2 separate regions of the Hordeum vulgare genome follow, and region 2 is linked to region 1. A link is a contact called in public Hi-C data. All regions are on one chromosome and are shown on one strand. Each heading gives the region's core, a stretch centred on a gene start, on an enhancer-like site or on the middle of the called end of the contact. The rest is flanking DNA. Distances are from core to core; before and after follow the strand shown. Region 1 has its middle 210 kb from the start of LOC123447893. Region 2 holds the start of LOC123447893 (transcriptional corepressor SEUSS-like).

Region 1 (4,515 bases), core at 1,216-3,715:
AACACTAGACTCTATGTGTGTTAGGTTCATTACCATGTAATGCTAGATTATTGACTCTAGTGGAAGTGGGAGACTATTGGAAATATGCCCTAGAGGCAATAAGAAAGTGGTTATTATTATATTTCCTTGTTCATGATAATCGTTTATTATCCATGCTATAATTGTATTGATTGGAAACTCAATACCTGTGTGGATACATAGACAACACCGTGTCCCTACTGAGCCTCTACTAGACTAGCTCGTTGATCAAAGATGGTTAAGGTTTCCTAACCATAAACATGAGTTGTCATTTGATGTGATGGACAAGACCCAACCGTAATCATAGCATTCAATCATATCATTAAGTTTATTGCTACCATTTTCTACATGTCAAGTATGTGTTCCTAAGACCATGAGATCATGCAACTCCCTGACATCGGAGGAATGCCTTGTGTGTATCAAACATCACTTCGTAACTGGGTGATCGTAAAGATGCTCTACAGGTACCTCCGAGGGTGTGTCTTGGGTTGGTATGGATCGAGACTAGGATTTGTCACTCCATAGGACGGAGAGGTATCTCTGGGCCCTCTCGGTAATACAACATCACAAGAAGCTTGCAAGCAATGTTACCCAAGAGTTAGTCACGGAATCTTGTATTAGAGAACGAGTAAAGAGACTTGTCAGTAATGAAATTGAACTAGGAATGGAGATACCGACAATCGAATCTCGGACAAGTAACATACCGGTGGACAAAGGGAACTGCATACGAGATTGATTGAATCGTTGACGTCGTGGTTCGACCGATAAAGATCTTCGTAGAATATGTAGGAACCAATATGGGCATCCAAGTCCCACAATTTGTTATTGACCGTATAGGTGTCACGGTCATGTGTGCATAGTTCTTGAACCCGTAGGGTCCGCATGCTTAAGGTTCGATGACGATATAGTATTGTTGATTTGTGTATGTTGGAGACCGAATGTTGTTTGGAGTTCCAGATGAGATCCCGGACATGAGGAGGAGCTTCAGAATGGTCCGGAGGTAAAGATTCATATATAGAAAGTTCTGTTTTGGTCATCGAAAAGAATTTGGGCATTACCGATAGAGTACTGAAAATACCGGAAGGGTTCTAGGGTCCATCGGAAGGGGCCCACCTACCTTGGAGGGACCACATGGGCTTAGAGGGGTGCACACCAGCCCCTGGTGGGCTGGGCGACCATCCCCATCTAAGCTCATGCGTTTGGGCTGGTGGAGGGCCAACCCTAGGAATGGCGCCACCCTTGCCTTGGGTGGCAAGCCACCCCCTTGGCCGCTGCCCCACCCCTAGTGGAAACCCTAGGGCGGGCCTCCTCCACCCCTCCCCCTACATATATGAGAGGAGATGGAGGGCAGCCACACACCAAGCCTTTAGCGCATCCCTCCCCCTCTCTCTAGACCGTTTTCTCTTTCGTCTGTGTGTGCGACAACGCTTGGCGAAGTGTTGCTGAGATTGCACCAGTAGCACCGTCACCACGCCGTAGAGCTGCCGTAGAACTCATCTACTACTCCGCCCTCACTCGCTAGATCGAGGAGGCGGAGACATCATCGAACTGTAAGTGTGTTGAACGCGGAGGTGCCGTCCGTTTGACGCTAGATCGGGATGGATCGTGATTGGATCACGGAGACGTACGACTGCATCAATCATGTTTCTTAACGTTTTCGCTTAACGATCTACAAGGATATGTAGATACATTCCCCTCTTGTAGCTATGCATCTTCATATATAGATTTTGGGTGTTCGTATTTTTTTTTCATGCAACATTCCCCAACATCATGTAAGCCCGTGAAACATTCTTACAATGGATGGTTAGGATTAATATGGAGTTGCATAAAATGTTATCATGAACCCATTTTACAATTTATATTGTAAATCATGCGGTTAAAAAATGATAAAACTGACAAACCCTATAAGGAAATTAACTTATATCAACATAAAGCATCTCAATGCCAAACAGCGTAGTAAGAAATATCTTTTTCTTCAAGTGATTAGAAAGTTAGTTGGAAGATGGTAATGTTGGTAATGTTCATGGGCTGACTTAGAAATCAAAATCACGGTGCATGGAGCGCTTTTATTTTTCTGATGAAAAATGTTTTTTTGTTGCGTGTGAAAGATTTTAATTTCACGATTTACTCTGATGGGCATACACATAGTTCGGTGAAATTTTGCCATCTCCCATCAAGCTGCCCTCCACCCTTGGAGTGCAGTGTGCGCAAATATTCTGAGTGTGAATCAGCCACTTAAACAATATAGGCATAGATACCCTAAAAAAACAATATAGGCATAGATCGCATGCTTATCCGCATCCACATGCATTAGAGAAAAAGGTAAAGTACATCCAAAAGTGTTTAAATTATAGCACGTTGAGCCACAAGGAAGAGCGAGTACCACCATCGCCACTTGCCTGTAAAGACAAGCTTTTATTTGTTATGTAGTCGTGGGAAACGTTTGGCCGAGCTTGGCCGGATCCACTGCTTGGACGTGGCCGACGGGTTCGCAGGATAAAACAAACCGAACCAAACCTGGCCATGATAGTATTTCTATTTCTAATCCGTGTCCTTGTATTCTGTCACATGTTACGTAGCCTGGAGCGAACCTCCCAAGCCTAAGTCGATTAGTGTTAAAAAGGAGCTAAGTACTTCCTCCGTAACTAAATATAATTTTTTTAAAGATTTTATTATGAACTACATACAGATGTATATAGACATGTTTTATAGAAAATATATTTACGTATTTTGCTTCGTACGTAGTTCATAATGAAATATCTAAAATATTTTATATTTAAAAACGGAGGAAGTAGATTATTATGGATTAAGCCAGGTAGATTATTATGGATTAAGTCAAGCAAAACCAGGTTTGTAGGATAAAGCTTTGAGGGAACATTTAGGCGTTCACCGGCGGATCCATACTAAACATCCGCCACCCGAATGACCATTCGATGTACGCGCTCGTAGCCGTCCGATCCACCTGCTAGCACGCAGCTCAGTCGTTTCCCGATCAATTATGAAGCAACACATGATCAAACGGCCTTGGAGCCGACACACGGGCACGCGTGGTGAGACGATAGAATGTAATCTTTTCCATAAAGCTTGGGTTTAGTTGGCCACGCAGAAAGGCGTTTTTCCCTCGCTCACCGCTGGCGGTATCATACGTATGGGACGCACGGAAGATGCAACGCACCGGGACGGGTGGATCCCTACGCGCTACCGGTTGCCTTTGCGCGTTTACGGAGGCAACAGCTACGTGCCTTAATTGGATCATCAGTGTTGTCCCGTTCGTTTTGTCCCGTTGCACCGGTCGAGCTGCCACTGATGCGATGGAAGCCTTGGAATCGCTGGGCGCACACCGCGCGGCGGATCTTTTTCAGAAGAAGATAGGTAGCGCGCTTTTGCACGAACCCTTAAAACCGACAGAATACTCGTCCGCGGACGTGGATACAGAAGACGATCATCTTTTTCTTTACGTCTGCAAGCTTGTACTTCATTCGTTTCTAAATATCAGTTTTTTTTAATGTTTCATTAACGGATTACATACGTATGTATATAGACATATTTTAAAGTATAAATTCATTTATTTTGTTTCGTTTGTAGTTTTTAATGAAATTTTTAAAAAGACTTATATTTAGAAACGGAGGAAGTATTACTCAACTCATACTGTCCTTACAATCATCATCAGCTAGCTGTAAAGAGACAATCATCGACATCCAACCATGTAACTCAAGCATTCGGGTATATTTCAACAAAATTTATATAATCTGATATTTTCCATGCAACCCGATTATTTTCATTTAAACTGAACCACATTCATGACATTTTAAACATATTTCATTCAAAAAGCCGACATGATTTCTTTTAACATAGTGAAAGTTTTTTTTTTCAAAAAGTATCACGCCTATTATAAAAGTTCATCGGAACTACAACACATCTTAAATATAATAAAAATTACTTTAAAATTCTGAGACCATCGAACGACCATTATTGTTGTCAGAACGAGCCGCCAATGGGCCAGTGTCATTGCTCCCCTATCTAAGCCCGCTTGACTTCGTCGATGATAGTCGTGAAGTTTGTTGGAATTTAATCTATATGGGTAGGCCCAATAACCATTTTCAGAATTTCTAATAAATCCTAGAGGTCCACTTAGACCATTTGTGCAAGGCAAGAGGGTAAACTAAAGTTTAGTCTCATATTGCTAGTTTGGTAGGAGTTGGATCTCCTTATGAGGGATGATGTTTCCCCACATGTGTATGAGCATGAGAACAAGAGAGACATACACGCGCGCTCCTCCTCTTCCACCGCCCGCCGCGGGAATGAGCCGATGACTAAATTTTTGTCACGCACGACTGGTATACGAAAGGTCGCTCGAGAGCTGAAACGCTTTGCTGTAGTGGAGATTAAATACGAACGATGCACCCTTCACTTGATGTCTCTTTGTTTCGTCTCCCTCCCACTGCTGTTGTTGCAACTCACAACGTGTTCGTGCTCTTCTTGTTTGAGTTCCTGCCG
Region 2 (4,515 bases), core at 771-3,270, 210 kb after region 1:
TTTTTGCACAGGTACCTGGCTCATAAGGAGCCAGCTTTCCTGGGGTTCTCATGTTTAGACTCTGTTGACGAAGTAATTGCTGCTGATGCTGCTGCTGCTGCTGCTGCTGCTGCTGCTGCTGCTGTTGCTGCTGCTGCTGCTGCTGCTGCTGTTGTAATTGGTTTCTCTGTAAAGGCATGTTCTTTAGAATCTGTTGGTGTTGCTGCTGATGCTGCTGCATATGCAAAAGACGCTGCTGTTGCAAGAGGTTCAGCTGGGCAGCCGCAGCAGCTTGAGGATTCTGCTTCGTGAGTTGCAACAAATGGTTATGGTGCTGTTGTTGTTGCTGCTGCTGCTGCAAGAACGCTGATGGGTCCGAACTCGACTGCTCCATCTTGACTCCTCCCAAACCCCTCAACGCCTGCAACTGCTGCGGCTCAAATTTTACATTTCCAGCATTGCGCATCATCTGGGCTGGGCCGTTCTGGTCAGGCAGTCCTATCTGCTGTTCTAATTTGACTCCACCAATGCTGCCGCCATTCTCCAACTTCACCTTAGCTTGCGACTGTGGCTGCTGTGACGACAACTGCTGCTGGTTGTAAGACATCGGTAGTTGATGCTGTTGCTCCTGCTGGTGCTGCAAATCCTGCGCGTCCATCTGCTGCTGCTGCTGCTGCAGGATATCTGAACCTAGGTGATTGCCCAAACTAACCTGCGAGGAGGATGGGAACGACATGGGATCGGATCCTCCCGTGCCAATAAAATCACCAGCGCCATCAAGCCCCCCTCTCTGCTGAAGGGTATTCATCGGAAGCCCACCGTTTGGCATTTGTCCTGGACTTGGAACAGGGCTCCCGTTTCCAAACGATGACCGGTTGAGCAGGGAGGAGACATTAGAGGTTGCTCCCAGCAAGCCATTTCCCCCGAACTGAGTCCGCGGGGAGACAAGAGATGAGAAGGGGGACTGCGACTGAAGCATGCCGCCACCCCCACCCATTCCCTGTTGGCCACCACTGAGCAGGCTAGAACTTGTCCGGAGAAGTGAGGCACCGCCTACTGGCTGGCCAGGCCCCATTGGGTTCGGCGGCCCTGACGATACCATCGTTGCAGGCAATGGGAGAGCTACCAACTCAGCAGAAACTAGTCCAAGATCGAGAGCGCCACCAGTCACCTGGCCATACTTTCAGCACGGAACGGCCGCAAGATCCGCCAAAATTGAGCAGGAACAAGGCAGCAAACCCTGAAAACAAGCAGAGACTCCAGCTTTAGGACACAGGCATTGGATCTAGAGTGGTATCTCCAGCACAAATCTACTGAACACCAATCCCCACCACCTGAAATCAACTTAGAAACAACACAAACGAGCATCCAAAGCAAACTTGTACTCCTCAAAGCCGCCACGACGAAAGCAAAATATCTGCACCAAATCCAACCCGAAAAAAAAAAAACCGAGCACAGCAGCAGACACGAGCAGAATTAAGCAACCCCGAACTCCCCGACTAGATCGCAGCTTCCGAGCCCAAACACGCAAAATGAGAAAGAAAGGAAAAAAAAAATCAAGGAGCAGCAGCATCAACAGCGACCCCGTCACCGAAAACCCGCCGAGCGAAACACGCCGGAACCCGACGCCACTCACCGCCGCGACCAGCCAGCAAAATCCAGTCCGCCGCGAATCCGGCGATCCAGAGCTCGAGCCGGCGCCAAATCGCGCGGCGAAGGCCCGCAGGGATGCGTCGTCGGCCGCCGGCGCCGCGCACTGCCGCGAGGAGCAGCACTGCCACCGCCGCGCCGGATAAGCTCCGCTCCGGCTAGCTAGGGTTTAGGCCCCCCCGCCGCGCTGCCGGTCGGAGGGAGATAACAGCGGGATAAAAAAAAAATCAGTTCGTTCGTTAAAAAAAATCTTTCCCTCTCGTCCCTGTGTGCGAGCGACGGGATTTGGGTCTGTGGACTGGAGGAGGGAGGGAGGAGGCCAAACGAGGAGGAGGAGGAGGAGGAGGAGGAGAGAGAAAGCGAAACGAAACAGGAGAGAGAGAGGGGGGGGAGGAGGCGGAAGCGGAAAATTCTGAGGCTTTGTCCTTGCGGACGTCAAAATTCCCATTCGATTTGATTAAGATCCGGGGGGCGCGACCTCGAGGATCCTGCGCTCCGGTCGCCGACGGGCGGGGCCGGCGCCGCGCGGGCCCCGCGGGGCGGTGGGAGGGTGGGCGCGTGGGTTCGGTGGGGCGGGGTCTGATTAGGATGGTGTGTTTTCTCTTTCTGTTGGGGTGTTTTGTTTTCTCGGTTTTGGTTGTGGGACTGGGATGATGCGCTGCTGAGGTTAAAAGAAGTCAATGGAGCGCGTGCTCCGTGCCCGTGCCATGGCCAACGGTGTGGCACCCGCCCGGGGATATCCCTCCCCCTCCTCCTCTTGTCACGCACGTTGTGATGAAAACGCAGGTGGGGCTTTAGTAAACTCCGAGTCAGACTGACTTTAGTATACTCTATCTATCTAGGTCCACTTTTTTCTAGTCCATCTATCTAGTAATAGTAATACCAACAGTAAATAAAAGCATATAAACAATGCGGAGGTTTTTAGAGCTGTCATTCATGTAGGAAAAATTATTGATGAAGTTTATGTTTTGTTCGACATTTCGTTGCAGAAAAGATGGATGTCTTGTGTGATGTGTTTCTAAAACCATTCCACTGCAACGTTTGAAATTAATATGAACATTTCGCGCGCCGAAAAGATGCTTTTAGTTGCACCATATGTCTTACATGATGTGTGTTTTCAAAATTAGTAGTGGTTTATATAATGTTTGAAATCAGTACGAACATTTCACATGAGGAAAAATTGCTTTTAGTTGCACCACATGTCTTACGTGATGTGTGTTTCTAGAATTAGCATTAGTTTCTATAACCATCAAAATCAATACAAACATTGCGTCCCCAGAAAAGATTCTTTTACTTGCAACATTTGTCTTTAGGTAACGTGTGTTTTTTAAATTATCGTTAGTTCTTATGACGTCCGGAATTATTACGAATATTTCACACGCGGATAAATGTTATTTAGTTATACAATATGTCTTATGTGGTGTTTGTTTCTTAAATTAGTGTTAGTTCCCACCGCATTCAAATTCATACGAATGTCTCGCATGCATAAAAGATTCTTTTAGTTGCTACATTTGTTATATGTGGAGTGCATTTCGTAAATTAGTATTAGTTTTAGCAATGTTCAAATTAATACAAAAAAATCGCTCGCAGAACAGATGTTTTTAGGTGCTTCATCTGTCTTACGTAGCGTGTGTATTTTAGGTTATTACTAGTTATGATAACATTCAAGATTATTACGAACATTTCGCACACAGAAAATATGCTTTTAATTGCTCCATTTGTCTTGCCCTTGTGTTGTCCACACACGTGGCATCCGTCGGAGCCGCACGATAACCCTTCCCCAGCCCCTACCTCCTTCACCTGAAGTGGTATGTGGTGGCGGGAGCTCACGTTGCTGCTCGTCTTCCCCCTCCCATTGGCTCGCGGAGATATCATCACCTTTACCTTGTTTGTATCGGCACCGACACGCCCTGGCTTCCTTGCGGCTGTGATGCTCCCTCGCACTCGTCATTTGGTTCTCGCCCCCTCGTGGGCCGTTCCAGTGCTCGTCTTGGGCCAACAGGGTCCAGCCTTCTTGCCCATGTGGCGTTATTCTCCAGCACCACCGCCTCCGGGGGCTTCCTCCGGCATTGATGTCGCGTGTCCACGGGCCTGATATTCGGATTTGGCCATGCTGATGGTGGCCATCGCATGTCTGGTGTTCCCTATTGTGCTCTAGCCAACTCCACGTCATGGGGTATATATGGTGGCCTAGCTAGGTGGGTCATAGTTATCTCGTGTAGGCCAGCCCAACTTGCGACAACCCATGATGTGAGCAGACGAAGCCCATGCACAGATATGGAGGTGCCACACTACTAGAAAGACGAAAATAATTCACGCCCAAAGAATATCATCACCGACGCGCTTACGACCCTTCAATGGTTTTGTGTGAGTGATGTTAGTGACATCACATACAAGCTGGTTGACCAATCAATGATGTGTATAATAGTGATGGTTCAGCCAATCAATGTTGACTATCTTAAGGGCATGCAAAAAACATAGCATCACTAACCGACAGTCCTTATGAAACTGATCCATGATGTTTGAGTGGGGACTGGCTACCTAGCCTGCTGGACTTCTTCCAACCCCTTGTCGCACTATACCATACACAATCATATGTATATATTTTCATATTATAAACGGAAAAAATGTATCATAACTACATGGGTCCATATCGTCACATACATGCATGTATAGTAGATCAACGCTGCACAAATAAATGTCAACGTTCATCAACGATGCAGGTAAAAAGAAAGTATATATTTGTACCTTATTGGTCTTGTGGAACGAAACATTTGAAGGTAAGACATCGTGTAAATTTCATTAAAGTAAATCATTTTTTTTATTTGACAACATAAGACATCACTACAATTTATGCATCGTGCACTAACTACAAAGTGCGCTTAT

What was found. A called contact is a pair of places that touch in the nucleus more often than the background predicts.
Region 2: a contact with region 1 is called in a Hi-C map of an unstated tissue, with 7 times the contacts expected there. The contact joins the promoter of LOC123447893 here to the enhancer-like site in region 1. A contact is called at or near these places in 5 of 6 Hi-C or Micro-C datasets (leaf, seedling and an unstated tissue).

Annotation. Positions count from the first base shown.
Region 1 is chr4H:65,395,231-65,399,745 of MorexV3_pseudomolecules_assembly, forward strand. No RefSeq gene overlaps it. Among protein-coding and RNA genes, the nearest start is that of LOC123447893, 210 kb to the right of the region's middle. Within about 2 kb of position 2,466, at least 3 of the 3 cell types and tissues checked have open chromatin away from gene starts, as enhancers often do. A contact at or near this core is called in leaf and seedling, where this site is marked.
Region 2 is chr4H:65,607,972-65,612,486 of MorexV3_pseudomolecules_assembly, forward strand. It overlaps LOC123447893 (transcriptional corepressor SEUSS-like), which reads right to left and starts at 2,021. Exons shown (of 10, transcript XM_045124609.1): 1 at 1,616-2,021; 2 at 1-1,219. The coding sequence starts at 1,081.